Linked DNA regions of Zea mays: region 2 is linked to region 1. A link is a contact called in public Hi-C data. All regions are on one chromosome and are shown on one strand. Each heading gives the region's core, a stretch centred on a gene start, on an enhancer-like site or on the middle of the called end of the contact. The rest is flanking DNA. Distances are from core to core; before and after follow the strand shown. Region 1 holds the start of LOC103650299 (receptor protein-tyrosine kinase CEPR1). Region 2 has its middle 15 kb from the start of LOC103650297.

Region 1 (6,753 bases), core at 3,321-5,820:
TTACTATCAATATAATCTTTTGAGTTGAACTGTAACTAGGGGTGGGCCGGGAATAAAATAGGATTATGGGCATACCTAGGATAAAATAGGAGTAAGGACATATTGTCACACCCAAATTTCATGATAAATCCATATGCATCACATATACGTGGCAGGATCAAATTTTACACATGATGACTTGGTGTGTAGAAACAAGTATCACAAACTTTATTATACAAATAAAATGCCTTTATAAAAATAACTAAATAAAAGAACTAAACAATGACAACGATGCTCTATAGGCTAGTTGATCGGAGCGACGACGGCCTAGAACTTATCAAACTCTTCATAATATCCTCTTTTTGTTGCCCTTGTTCTAAGGAGTAAATTCAGTAAGAATAAGTACACTTATGGTTTGTACTCAGCAAGTGTGTAAGAAAAAGTGTGGTGTAAGCTTACCAAAGAATAGTCTGAGGATGAATATTTAGCATTTTAATTTTGTTGATCAAAATTTTATTAGCAATTACTAAGTATAAGTTTATACCATCACAATGAAATAAGAGATCGTAAATGAATACACACAATGAATAAAATGTATGTCTAATTTAATTTACTATCATATATTAATCATGTGAGGACTCGAGTCGCTTTTGACCATGAGCACAGATAATATATCAGTTTTACACTCTGCAGAGGTTGTACATGTTTACCCGTAAGTTGTGTTACATTTTGCCAAGAGGTCATGACTCTCATACACCTCTTCCGAGGAGGTGAGGAAGGGTTCACTATGAGGCCTTTATAAAGATTCACTAGTATGAGAGAGCCTGCTAAGGTTTCATGTAGATGTGGTATAAATATCCCTTGTCTAAAACACTACCATAGAGTAGATTAGACCGATACCGTACCTATACTTGAGAAACTCCTCCCCTCTTGCCCTTTTGGGTAGGCAAACCCAAATTAGCTTCACAAATTAATTAGTCAAGACTGGAGCCATAATAGTTCTTGTGGTTGCATCGTTTTCTCAGGTTGTCGCACTACATTCGAATTAAATAAAGTGATTTTATTATGCATAATAAATAAGCCAACAATAATAAATCATGATCAATGTTTCATATATAACATTATCCCAAAAACTAAGTAGAGCACTAGCAAATCTACCCAATAATAAGTAAACTTGGTGTAAATATAAGGTATTTGGAAAACAAGATTATGCATCCTTAATAGACCCCATCATGTTAACCTAATTGTGCAATGCATAGGCGAAAACATAATAGTAAATATTATATTGGTCAAAACACTGTGATCAAGGACACAACTTACCTTTTATAGCCAACTCTTTTTGAAGGTTGGACTTAAAATCTCTTTGTTGAGGATTTTTGCATGGTGAATTTATGGGGTAGGTCGCGAGATCGAGAATTGAAGGTAAAATGCAAAAAGAAGCACAAGATTTAAGCTAGTTCAGACTCTCGTCATAAGATAATATAATACCATAAACCCAATGTTTGGGTAGCTATTGATCTGTTATGTTCTGGTCTGCCTTTAGGATGCCCCCCTCACCTCACCCTTTATAATCCAAGAAGAGGCAGTTACAATGGAGAATATGAGGTGGTTACACGATAGATCTATTCAGGTAACCAAATCATATGAGAATCCAACTCTCTATAATTAAAAGGGTACATTGCTTATCTGTTAGAATACTATTATATCTGCTTACTTGTATGTTGGGATTTTGTCTTATTTGTTTAGTACTCTGACTTGTCTCTTCTATTTCAATAATATCTTGGCCATATTTGTACTTCTGGGGTCTTCATATTCGACCTTCCAAAAATCATGATGACTTGGTCCAAGGACTCTGGGTAGGAGATGACTCTGACAAGTAGACCCTACACGTCAGTCGCTGTGATTGAGAGTCCACACACAACACTGTCCCTAGGGAAAAACAGATCTACAGAATAAGCCTTTGGTCCGGTTCGGCTTGGATGCGGAGAAAGGGGGTCGCACACTAGGGATAGAATTTATTTTAATATTTATACCTTGAAAAGTATCTCGGATGTTTGAAAATTTTAGGAAACATCCTAGAGGTTTATTCATACACGAGTAATCCAAATAAAATATTTAGAGACCATAAAAAGATTTTAAAGCCTTCTAATAAATATAAATAGGTTTATAAAAATGATAATAGTTATCAAAAAAATCTGGTAAATTCTTGGAAGAACATGTTAAATAGAGAAATACATTTTAAAACTTTTTACACTCAAGAAACACCAAGAGTACACATAAGTAAGCAAGCAACACACACACATTTAATTTTAGAAAAAAATAAATATTTTTCCTATGTTAAATTCCTTGTAGAATAAATTAAGTTTGGCAAAATTTTAAAATCATGCAAAAAAATCGTTGCATTAATTATTATTCCTATTCACATACTTAAATTTGAGAATTTTAGGATGTGACATATACTTACAAGGATAAGTACCAAGATGTTAGAGCAAAGACATCTAAGTTGTCATGAGCACAAAACCTTATGGTAAAAATATAGACTCTATTACTTGCAACAGGGAAATGAGTGAACTGTACTTTCAATCATGTCGATATAGGTCCGCCCTTGCATGTAACATAATATGGTATCGAAACAAGAGGTTTCAAGTTCGATTCCTAGTTAGTGTAATTAAAAATAATAGTTGTTGTTGGCTTCTATTCTAAACATAAGTTTATTTTTTTATATATTACTTATATATAAAATAAAGAATGATATGCTATTAATCAAATCAAACTAAGTACCACGTACCACTAATAATGCAACTGTACTACGTACCAATATAATATAATTATAAAACTAATAATATAATAGTACCACATATTAATACGAAATTAATGCCACAAATACAATATACCCCTAATCCCTAAACCACATATACCACTAATACATTAATGAAATCGAACTAAACATAATACTAATCACACACACTAATAAGACAAACACAATTACAAATATAAACTAATTCCGACGGTAATAAAATAACGGCCGCCGAAAATATGGAATAAAATACGCAAAAAAATTTAACCTCTTGGTGGGGGGAGCAGGGGCGGCGCGGCGGGACGGCGCGTCAGGCGTGGGGCGTCGTGGCTGTGCAGCAGGGCAGGTCGCCAGGGCCGGTCAGCGTGGACGAGGGCGGTCAACACGGCGGCACGGTGTGGGGGCGGGCTTGGCGGCGTGGTTGGCCTGTGCAGGGGCGGTCGACGCGGCAGGGCAGGGACAGTGCGGCGGCATAGCCAGAAGACAACAGAAGAGAGAAGAATGAAGAAGAAGGTCGGCCGCGCGGTTTTGAAAATAAGCATTTATTTTCAGTGGCCGTGTCAGTGGCCGTCGAAAATAAATGCTTATTTTTGGCTTTCGAGCCCTGACCACCAAAAATAACAGTGACCATCGAAAATACTGTACAATGCTGTTGTGTTTCCTCTATATGTTTTCTCAAATCCATAACGACTGAAGGAGAGCATCCAACTTTGCAGACAGATTAAAGCTTCAGCCGCGCTAGCAGATAGTGAAGTGCCAAAGGAATTTACAATTCTCCCTCTAGAGTCTAGAACTAAATGTAGATTCTAAAGCTACTGTAGAGACAGGTACTGCCAAGACACCTTTTGCCAACTTTAGATAGGATGGGGTACTTGTTTGAGTTGCATTTCCACCACAATAGTAGACCAAAATTATTTGTATTTTTTCACAGTTATCTGTGAAATACATGGATAGTTCAAAATTATATTTATCCATGCTCAGTTTCTTCTAGTCGCATAGTGAAGTGGGAGGCTAGCAATAAGGATGGATTCTGCTCATGCTCATCCACAGTAATATGTAGCGGAGGTTGATTGTAATTACTGAGGTAATTATGACCTGTAGCACACTTAACATAGCACTCAAATTAATAAATAACGAATATCGTTTTGAATTTTTCCTACAACTTTTGCTTTGATGGACCATATACCCCAAAAAAGAAAAGGCTAAGATACGTCATCTTGTAACGAGGATCTAAGATAAGGGCAATAAATAGTAAGTTGTTTAGGTCATTCTTGTCCTCCCAATATTTACTAAACTTAATCTTTATGTGTTGAGACATTTCAGCTACGAAAGAATCACTATGTCCAGCAAATTCATTCAACTTTGAGTAAGAAGCTACTTGATGTCACATGTAAAGAACACCTTCAAGAAATGGATAGAACGCCTTCAAGAAATGGATAGAACGCCTAGCGTGGAGGAAGATGATTCACAAAATAAGTTTTGAATTGTTTGTTCTCCTTACTCAAATGTAATTGCAAAAGGCTTGTCAAATGTAATTGCAAAAGCCTTCTCAAATAGTATAAAGTTTATATCATCGCCATCACCATTCAGGGCTTGTTCGCTTTGGAGTGGATTGAGAGGGATTGGAGGGGATTAAATCCCCTCCTACACAAATTTGTATAGGAGGGGATTTAATCCCCTCCAATCCCCCTCAATCCACTCCAAAGCGAACAAGCCCTCAGCAATTCCAATTCCCTCCACAGATTCCCGCTCCACTTATTTACTCCCTCCCTTCCTGATAGCTCCTCCTCACCATTCCAATTCCATTTGCAACAAAAGGTTTCTTTCAACAGCAGCTTGCACACACGTACGAGCGAGCACAAGAAAAGCATCCTCACACATACTGGTCAGCTGGTGCTATGGTGTCCACCACTCTCTGCAGTTCACCTCCACCCTTGCTCTGCTTCGTTCTCATCATCATCATCTTCTTCGCGTCCGGCGATGGCGGCGCGGCGGCGGCGGCATTGGAGCTGGACACGCAGGCTGCCTATCTCGCCAATATGAAGGAGCAGTTCGCGGGGCCTGGCATGTCGAGGTGGTGGGACTTCATGTCGCCGGCGCCGGACTACTGCAGCTTCCACGGCATCGCCTGCGACCGGTCCGGCAACGTCACGGGCATCGACGTCACGTCGTGGCGCCTCGTCGGCCGGCTCCCGCCTGGCGTCTGCGCGGCGCTCCCCGCGCTCCGGGAGCTTCGGATGGCGTACAACGATGTCCGCGGCGGGTTTCCGCTGGGCGTGCTCAACTGCACCTCCCTGGAGGTGCTCAACCTCAGCTACTCCGGCGTGTCGGGTGCCGTGCCCCCCAACCTGTCCCGGCTGCGCGCGCTTCGGGTGCTCGACCTCTCCAACAACCTCTTCACCGGCGCGTTCCCGACGTCCATCGCCAACGTCACGAGCCTGGAGGTGGTGAACCTCAACGAGAACCCCGGCTTCGACGTGTGGCGGCCGCCCGAGTCGCTGTTCGTGCCGCTGCGGCGCATCCGCGTGCTCATCCTCTCCACCACGTCCATGCGCGGCGGCATCCCCGCGTGGTTCGGCAACATGACGTCGCTCACCGACCTCGAGCTCAGCGGCAACTTCCTCACCGGCCGCATCCCGGAGTCGCTGGCGCGCCTCCCGCGCCTGCAGTTCCTCGAGCTCTATTACAACGAGCTGGAGGGCGGCGTCCCCGCCGAGCTCGGCAACCTCACGCAGCTCACCGACATGGACCTCTCCGAGAACCGCCTCACCGGCGGCATCCCGGACTCGCTGTGCGCGCTGCGCAACCTGCGCGTGCTCCAGATCTACACCAACCGTCTCACGGGCCCCATCCCGGCCGTGCTCGGCAACTCCACGCAGCTGCGCATCCTCTCCGTGTACCGCAACCAGCTCACCGGCGAGATCCCCGCCGACCTCGGCCGGTACTCGGACCTCAACGTGATCGAGGTGTCGGAGAACCAGCTGACGGGGCCGCTGCCGCCGTACGCCTGCGCCAACGGCCAGCTCCAGTACATCCTGGTGCTGAGCAACCTCCTGACGGGGCCCATCCTGCCGGCGTACGCCGAGTGCACGCCGCTGCTCCGGTTCCGCGTGAGCAACAACCACCTGGAGGGCGACGTGCCGCCGGGCATCTTCGGCCTCCCGCACGCCTCCATCGTCGACCTCAGCTACAACCACTTCACCGGGCCCGTGGCGGCCACGGTGGCGGGCGCCACGAACCTGACCTCGCTGTTCGCGTCCAACAACCGGATGTCCGGACAGCTCCCTCCGGAGATCGCCGCCGCGTCGGGGCTGGTGAAGATCGACCTGAGCGACAACCTCATCGCCGGACCCATCCCGGAGTCCGTGGGCCTGCTGTCGAAGCTGAACCAGCTGTCCCTGCAGGGAAACAGGCTGAACGGATCCATCCCGGAGACGCTCGCCGGGCTCAAGGCGCTGAACGTGCTGAACCTGTCGGACAACGCGCTGTCCGGCGAGATCCCGGAGTCGCTGTGCAAGCTGCTGCCCAACTCGCTGGACTTCTCCAACAACAACCTGTCGGGGCCGGTGCCCCTGCAGCTGATCAAGGAGGGCCTGCTGGAGAGCGTGGCGGGGAACCCGGGGCTGTGCGTGGCGTTCCGGCTGAACCTGACGGACCCGGCGCTGCCGCTCTGCCCGCGGCCGAGCCTGCGGCGGGGGCTGGCCAGGAACGTGTGGGTGGTGGGCGTCTGCGCTCTGGTGTGCGCCGTGGCGATGCTAGCGTTGGCGCGGCGGTGGGTGCTGCGGGCGCGGCGGTGCGCGGAGCAGGAGGGGGCGCTGGCGTTGTCGCCGGCGTCCAGCGCGTCGTACGACGTGAGGAGCTTCCACAAGCTGAGCTTCGAGCAGCACGAGATCCTGGAGGCGCTGATCGACAAGAATATCGTGGGGCACGGGGGCTCTGGGACCGTGTACAAGATCGAGCTTAGCAGCGGCGAGCTG
Region 2 (6,654 bases), core at 865-3,364, 280 kb before region 1:
TTTTACTGAGTTCGTTTCTAGTTTTTGTCGTAAAATTTTTAGGTATGGCCCATCACCCCCTCTAGAACACTTTCAATAATCAACACTTTAATCATAAGATTTGGGTAAAAAATGATACTCAAAAGCACCAGAAAATTTCTCTCTTGAATTATCAAAAACCTAGATTAATCTCTCCAGTAGATCTAATATAGATCCTAAACACATCTGTTATTCACTACCGGAATCCGGCTCTTTGCCGAGTGCCAAATGATTTGTCGAATGTTTTTTTGGGCACTTGGCAAAGAAGTTCTTTGCCGAGTGCCTAACAAAAAACACTTAGTAAAAAACCACTTGGCAAAGGGTTTCTTTGCTGAGTGTTTCATTTTTGACACTTGTTAAAGAGTTTCTTTGGCTAGTGTTTTTTACACTCGGCAAAGAGCTTATTTGCCAAGTGTTTTATTTTTGGCACATGGCAAAGAGCTTCTTTGCCAAGTGTTTATTTTTTGACACTCGGCAAAGAGTGTTCAACACTAGACAAAGACAATTTAAAATCGTATTTTAAGACAACAAATTAATTCAAATGAAAATGTTTTCAACTACAAATTTGTATAACTCATCAAGATGTAAAATTTATATTTTGGTTATTTCTTCATATGACAAAATAAAAGTAAATTTGTTCAGAAAAACTATATCTCTCTCGTAGTTTGTGAAACTACAAGAGAGTTGTATAAGATTTGTAAATAATATTAGAACCAACATGTGGGATGAATAAATGACCAAACAACCAAAATAAATTTTATAGTTCTTAAGAACTTATGTAATTTTGTAGTTGTCAACCTTTTCATTTAAAGTCGTCTTGTCAATGGAAACTACGTCTGAATTTTAAAAATTTAAAATTCGGATTTCTAAAATGACCTCAAACGGAAAAACCACCAAAATAAAATTTGTAGGTCTTAAAAAGTTATGAAACTCTGTAGTTGACAATATTTTGGTTTTAAATCATATTGTCATGCAAACCTTTGTTTGAAATTTAAAATTGTAAACATTGTAGGTCTTGAAATGTTATGAAACTTTATAATTGACAATTTTTTATTTGAAATCATCTTGTCATAGAAAAATATGTTTGAAGTTTTCAAATTTGAAATTCATATTTTGTAAACGGTCTCGGATGATGAAACTACCAATATGAAAGTTATAGATCTTGAAAAGTTATGCAACTTTACAGTTAACAACATTTTCATTTAAATTCATTTAGTGCCACAAATAATCAATTTACTCTTGGTTTATTATAATACATGGGGAAGGAAAACGTAATATAGACACAAATGATACAAAACACGTGAATTCAATTTAAAAATGATAGGGGAATTTAAAAAATGATAGGGTAATCACAAAACACTTGAATTCAATTTAAAAAATTATAGGGGAATTTAAAAAATGATAGGGCAATGGTAATGGTTGGGAAGGTTGTTCCCCTAATTAAAATGTTTTGCTGTTTTTTGGATATCTTTGTGGTTTCTAATTTGCCGAGTGTTTTTGACACTCAGTAAAGTCTTCGCCGAGTATCTGAAAAAAGTACTCGACAAAAAATCATTTGTCGAGTGTTACACTGGGCAAAGTCTTTGCCAAGTGTAAAAAGGTCTTTGCCGAGTGTTTGATACACTCAGCAAAGAATGTCAGTCCGGTAGTGAATGTCTGCTGTAAAATAGAAAAGTTCTTATTTATATGGGTCAAACATTCTCTTATTGGTAACAACTAATATGCAATCAGATCTTATGTGTAAGCGTGCAAGCAAGATTTCTGGTTCGTTAGATTCTAATGCAACCATGTATCACATTTAACACTAAAACCCTTGCACCACCAGCTCGTATAGATTTATAGAAAACTCTCTAAGAAATCAGGATCATATCTACAATTATATCATGATCTAACGAACTAAGAGACTCATTTGCATGTTTGTACATAACACCTGTATATTAGTTGTTGCCTCTCATATTTGACCCGGATTCGAATTGCAGCCGCGCGTGGCCTCCCATCGCGGGCCGAGATTGCGCTGTTTGCTGCGCTGTTCCCAGCGGAAGCATCCAGCCGGGCCGCCATGGGCTGCTTTGGCCGACGGGCCGCCTGGTGCTGCGCTCTGCTTCCCACGTACATGCAAGGAACAAGCAGCGATTGCAGCCTCTTGCCGCACGCCAAGCAACCTCTACATGCAAGCTTGCTGCTTGTTTGTTTGCTTGTGCACAGTGCACATATATGCATGCAACAACTAGCATGCATAAGCATTCACATCAATAATCAAACGCCATTAAATATTGCTAATTATAATGGCTTGGCACACTAACATACATATGCACATGCACACGAGCGGCGAGCCAAGATGACAACATTTTCATGCTATAGTCGTTCACGTTTCTCCATACCTTTAACCTCACGTGACGCGGCAATACACCACGCTGCATCTCTACTGCAACATTCCACTACAGGAAAGCACTTAATTCCCGTCGGCCAGAAACCGACGGGAATAAGCACTAAACCGACGGGAATAAGTACTTATCCAAATCTCGTCGGCTGCCTTTGAGCCGACGAGAGTTATCTAATTCCCGTCGGCCCGAGCAAAGGCCGACGGGAATTAAAATGACCGACGGGAATGTTCATGATTCCTGTAGTGTTCATCTTCATTTGCATTGTTTTCACTACACACGGTTGATCTTTAGCTACCTTTATTTGTTACCAATTGGTTGCTAAAAGTAGTGGACCGATGATTAGTCGCTAAATCTTTTTTTAGCCATGGTATGTTGGTCGCTAAAAGTCTAAAAATTTAACAACTTATGTTTGGTCGCTATAGATATCGTTGGGAACCGACAGTGGGTCGCTATAGAGAAGAGTCGCTATCAAATCTTATAGCCTAATTAACCTATAGATGTTAGTGACTAAAAATTAATTAAAACATTGATCGCTAAATTGTAGAAAAGGAAAGAAGAATTGTAGAAGAAAAAAGAATTTTGGAAAAGAAAATGTTATAATAGTTAACAAAGCTAAATTTTTAGGACCAAACCCTAGTATACCGTTAGAAATAAAAGTTACATTGTGATGAAGTGTGAGATCAACAGAGAAATTTTTATGAACTTCAAGAATACAAAGGTCATGATTGTCTTGTTATGGGACAACTGAAATGAAGGAAAATTGAATCATTCTAGTCTCTTCAAATCAATAAATATGATTATCTTGTGTTGGAACAAAATTTCCCTTTGTAGAGCACTTTTTTTTTCTTGGATAGAGTTTTGATATGGAGCATTTTCTTTTTCTCTTGGACGTGAAACATTATTCCTTTCAACTAGAACATATACCTATATATGAGCTGTAGATAGAGTATATGTGCAATAAACTTATCTATTATTGGATTGTGCTCTTGCGAGAGGTATATGTGATATCTAGTATAATAAACAAATGCTATGTAATGCTAATGCTGTCCTAGCTGACAGAATTAGCTACTGTCTGCCCGTGCGGCTAGATGGGGATCCTGCCAGCATCCTCTTCAGCTCTACAGCTGACTCCAGAACTTCAACTTTATGTCTAGATCCATATCATTGGAGTAGTCTCTTTAATTCACATAAGCTTGAATTTATCTAGTTAATTCACTTGTACCTTCTCATTTACTTTTCAACCTTGCTCATCTAGGTAGTTTAGTTCTACTCTCTGTACTTGACTATCATCATTGAGCCACTAAAATTGTTGTATTTTAGGATGGTTGTGTTCACACAATTTTATGTAATTATTTCTCTTTTATGTAATTGTGGGCCTAATCTATATTTACGGTTTCTTTGTATAGTGGTTGATGATGGTGCTTACAAGGTGGACATTGTTACAAAACAAACGCCCCTATAGCAACATATACCTGGCAACGTATATGTTGGGGACTTGTTCTCAAATTCTAAGAGTTAAGAACAAGGCAACATAAAAAGTGTTAAGTGTTAGGGTCCTTCGTCCTTCGAAGCATTATATCCCTTTGGGAAATAATGAGTCTCGGACGAAGGTCATGAGAAATATACCTTCGTAAACATAACAAATAATGACGAAGGACTCACATAAAGCATGAAATATGATATAAGCATCACCAAAGAATCATTTCTATTTTATTAACATGGAAAACAGAAATGATCCCAAATTACAAATGTACCTTCGATCCTGAGAGAAGGTGGAAAGTACGAGCGTGACGCCAAAAGCAGAATGACAAGTCCGCGTGAACCGTACGGGAGTACTGTTCATCTATTTATAGACGCGGGACGCAGCCCACGTAAAATTACATCCATGTCCATTACATTTGTTAACGGTTTATGGAAATCTATTGAGGACCCCGAAGTCTTTTCATCTTAAGGTCGGTTCCCCCTTGCGCCATCGCGCCGAAGCTTCCCTGCGTACAGCTTCGGCTACCCCCGACCTTCGTTTGGCTCAGCCTTCGTCCTGGTCGTGCTCCATATCCATAATTCTGAATCCGAAAATACCTGTACATATAATTCACTTGGAAAACATTGTCAAATCATGTTTTTGAGGACCTTCGGAGGACGAAGGCCCCCAACAGTAGCCCCTCGCAATATTAATTTGTAAATAATAAATTCAGATTGCGATATGGACGAAGGCCTTGAGCCGAAGGTCCGAAAAAACACCTTCCCTTTGCTAGAATAGCAACATTCACTGACAAGCGGGGCCTTTTAACTTTCAACGCCCTAGGCGTATAAATAAGAACACATCGTGAATTCATTTGGTACACACGCTTGCCTTTTGCTTCGGCCCACTAAAAATTTTTAGCTCTTGTTCATTGAGATTTGCTGGTCTTTTTGACTTCGAAGCTTCGGCCTCGGGAACAAATTTTTAGTGTTTCCGAAGATGTCTGAAGACAAGAAGATCCCTGCTGAGACGAAGCTGAGTCTCGAGGAGGAGAAGAATCTGGGGTTCCTGATAGCGATGGCAGAGACTAATACAGAGAAAATCACGAAGGAGATTCTCGAAGGTTTGTCCGAAGATACTGATGATAGCGACAGCTATGATGTGGAAAGTGATGGGGAAGAGGCCGAAGATCGACCGTGGCGACCAAGTCACTCAGTTTTTGGGAAAACAACCATCAAGCAGAGTCACATTGATAATATGAGGGGGCGATACTTCCGAGACATATCTATTGTGAGAGCTGATGCCGGGGAAAAGACTTCTCCCACACCTGAAGAAGATGAAGTTGTGATCTTCCGAAGCCTCCTCAAGGCTGGGCTTCGATTCCCCCTGAGCAATTTTGTTGTTGAGGTACTGAAAACATTCCAAATCTACCTTCATCAACTCACTCCCGAAGCTATTATAAGAATGGGGATTTTTGTCTGGGCTGCGAGAAGCCAAGGTTTGGAACCAAACGCTAAAAGCTTCTGCAACATACACGAGTTATTGTACGAGACGAAGCCCTGGGGAAAGGAGCAATACCACAACAACTTTGGGTGCTACAGCTTCGGCGCCCGCTCCGGGTCAAGCTACCCTGTGCCAACCTTTCGGAAGAGGTGGCCCGGAGCCTGGATGTCTGAATGGTTTTATGTGAAAAATGATCTAACAGCGCAAAATAATGTCAAAAGTATCATTATGTACCCAATTTGGCAACGCTTCGGACTTCGAAGGCCGAAGGTTGAAATGGATGAGGCAGCCGAAGAATGCCAAAGAGCCTTCGGCGCAGTCTGCTCCTTCATTGGGACAAGGGACTTGGTCCAGGAGCACATTGCCTTCAGGGTATGGCCACTTGCAGAAAAGTGGGAAATGCCGAAAGAAACCATCAAAGAGTCCGACGAAGGCGGACTAGTCAGATTAAAATACACATTCAAATATGCAGATAAATTTATTGAACCTGATGATGACTGGCTGAAAAGCATTGAAACATTAAGTGATGAATTACTTGGGGCATACTCGAAGGCTGAAAATACTGCACTATCAGCAGCCTTCGGAGGCCGAAAGAAGAAGAGACTGAACCGAGTGTTTGATGCAATCGGGTTCTTCTACCCTGATTATTGTTATCCCATCCGAAGGCAAAAAAGGAAAAATATAACCTCTGAAAAAGAAGAAGCTGAAACCGCTCCTAGCGAGCCAGAACCAAAAGGAAAAAGGTTGAAGGTCTTCACACATCGACCACGCCATATTGAACCAGCTTCGGTGCCGGAGTTTACCGGGAAAACTTCTTCAGCCACCGAAGCTGAAAAACTAATCAAGTCAGCCTTGTTGCCAGAGATCGCAGAAACGGCCGAAGTGCCACCAAAGATTGAATCAGAACAATCAAACATTTTGTTGTCAGAAACAAAAGAGAAAACCGAAGCGCCGCTCACAGAAAAAATTGATGAAGTAAGAGAAGCAACTGAGGGCCCCAAAACATTAGAAGTTTTGAGTCCTACAGCAATCGTTGGGACAGCAAAACACCAAAAGGGGCCATTAGTGACCCCAAAAAGGAAAAGAATGGTAAATGTACTAGACGTCTTGGAGACGATTAAGTCTTCAAGTACAATTTCAAATAAGAGTGTTGATGTTGCTGAAGGTTCTACTGAAGCTTCGGCTCAACAAGCTGAAGCTGAAGCTGGGCCTTCAGAGCCCTTCAAAGAACAACCTTTTGAAGCCGAAGCAGTAAAAATTCCGGAACCAGTATTAGTTGAAGAAACG

Evidence for each region. A called contact is a pair of places that touch in the nucleus more often than the background predicts.
Region 2: a contact with region 1 is called in a Hi-C map of leaf, with 5 times the contacts expected there. The contact joins the enhancer-like site here to the promoter of LOC103650299 in region 1. A contact is called at or near these places in 2 of 25 Hi-C or Micro-C datasets (ear and leaf).

What each region holds. Positions count from the first base shown.
Region 1 is chr3:108,067,719-108,074,471 of Zm-B73-REFERENCE-NAM-5.0, reverse strand. It overlaps LOC103650299 (receptor protein-tyrosine kinase CEPR1), which reads left to right and starts at 4,570. Exons shown (of 2, transcript XM_008675904.3): 1 at 4,570-6,753. The coding sequence starts at 4,675.
Region 2 is chr3:108,349,386-108,356,039 of Zm-B73-REFERENCE-NAM-5.0, reverse strand. No RefSeq gene overlaps it. Among protein-coding and RNA genes, the nearest start is that of LOC103650297, 15 kb to the left of the region's middle. Within about 2 kb of position 2,114, at least 13 of the 20 cell types and tissues checked have an H3K27ac peak or open chromatin away from gene starts, as enhancers often do. A contact at or near this core is called in ear and leaf, where this site is marked.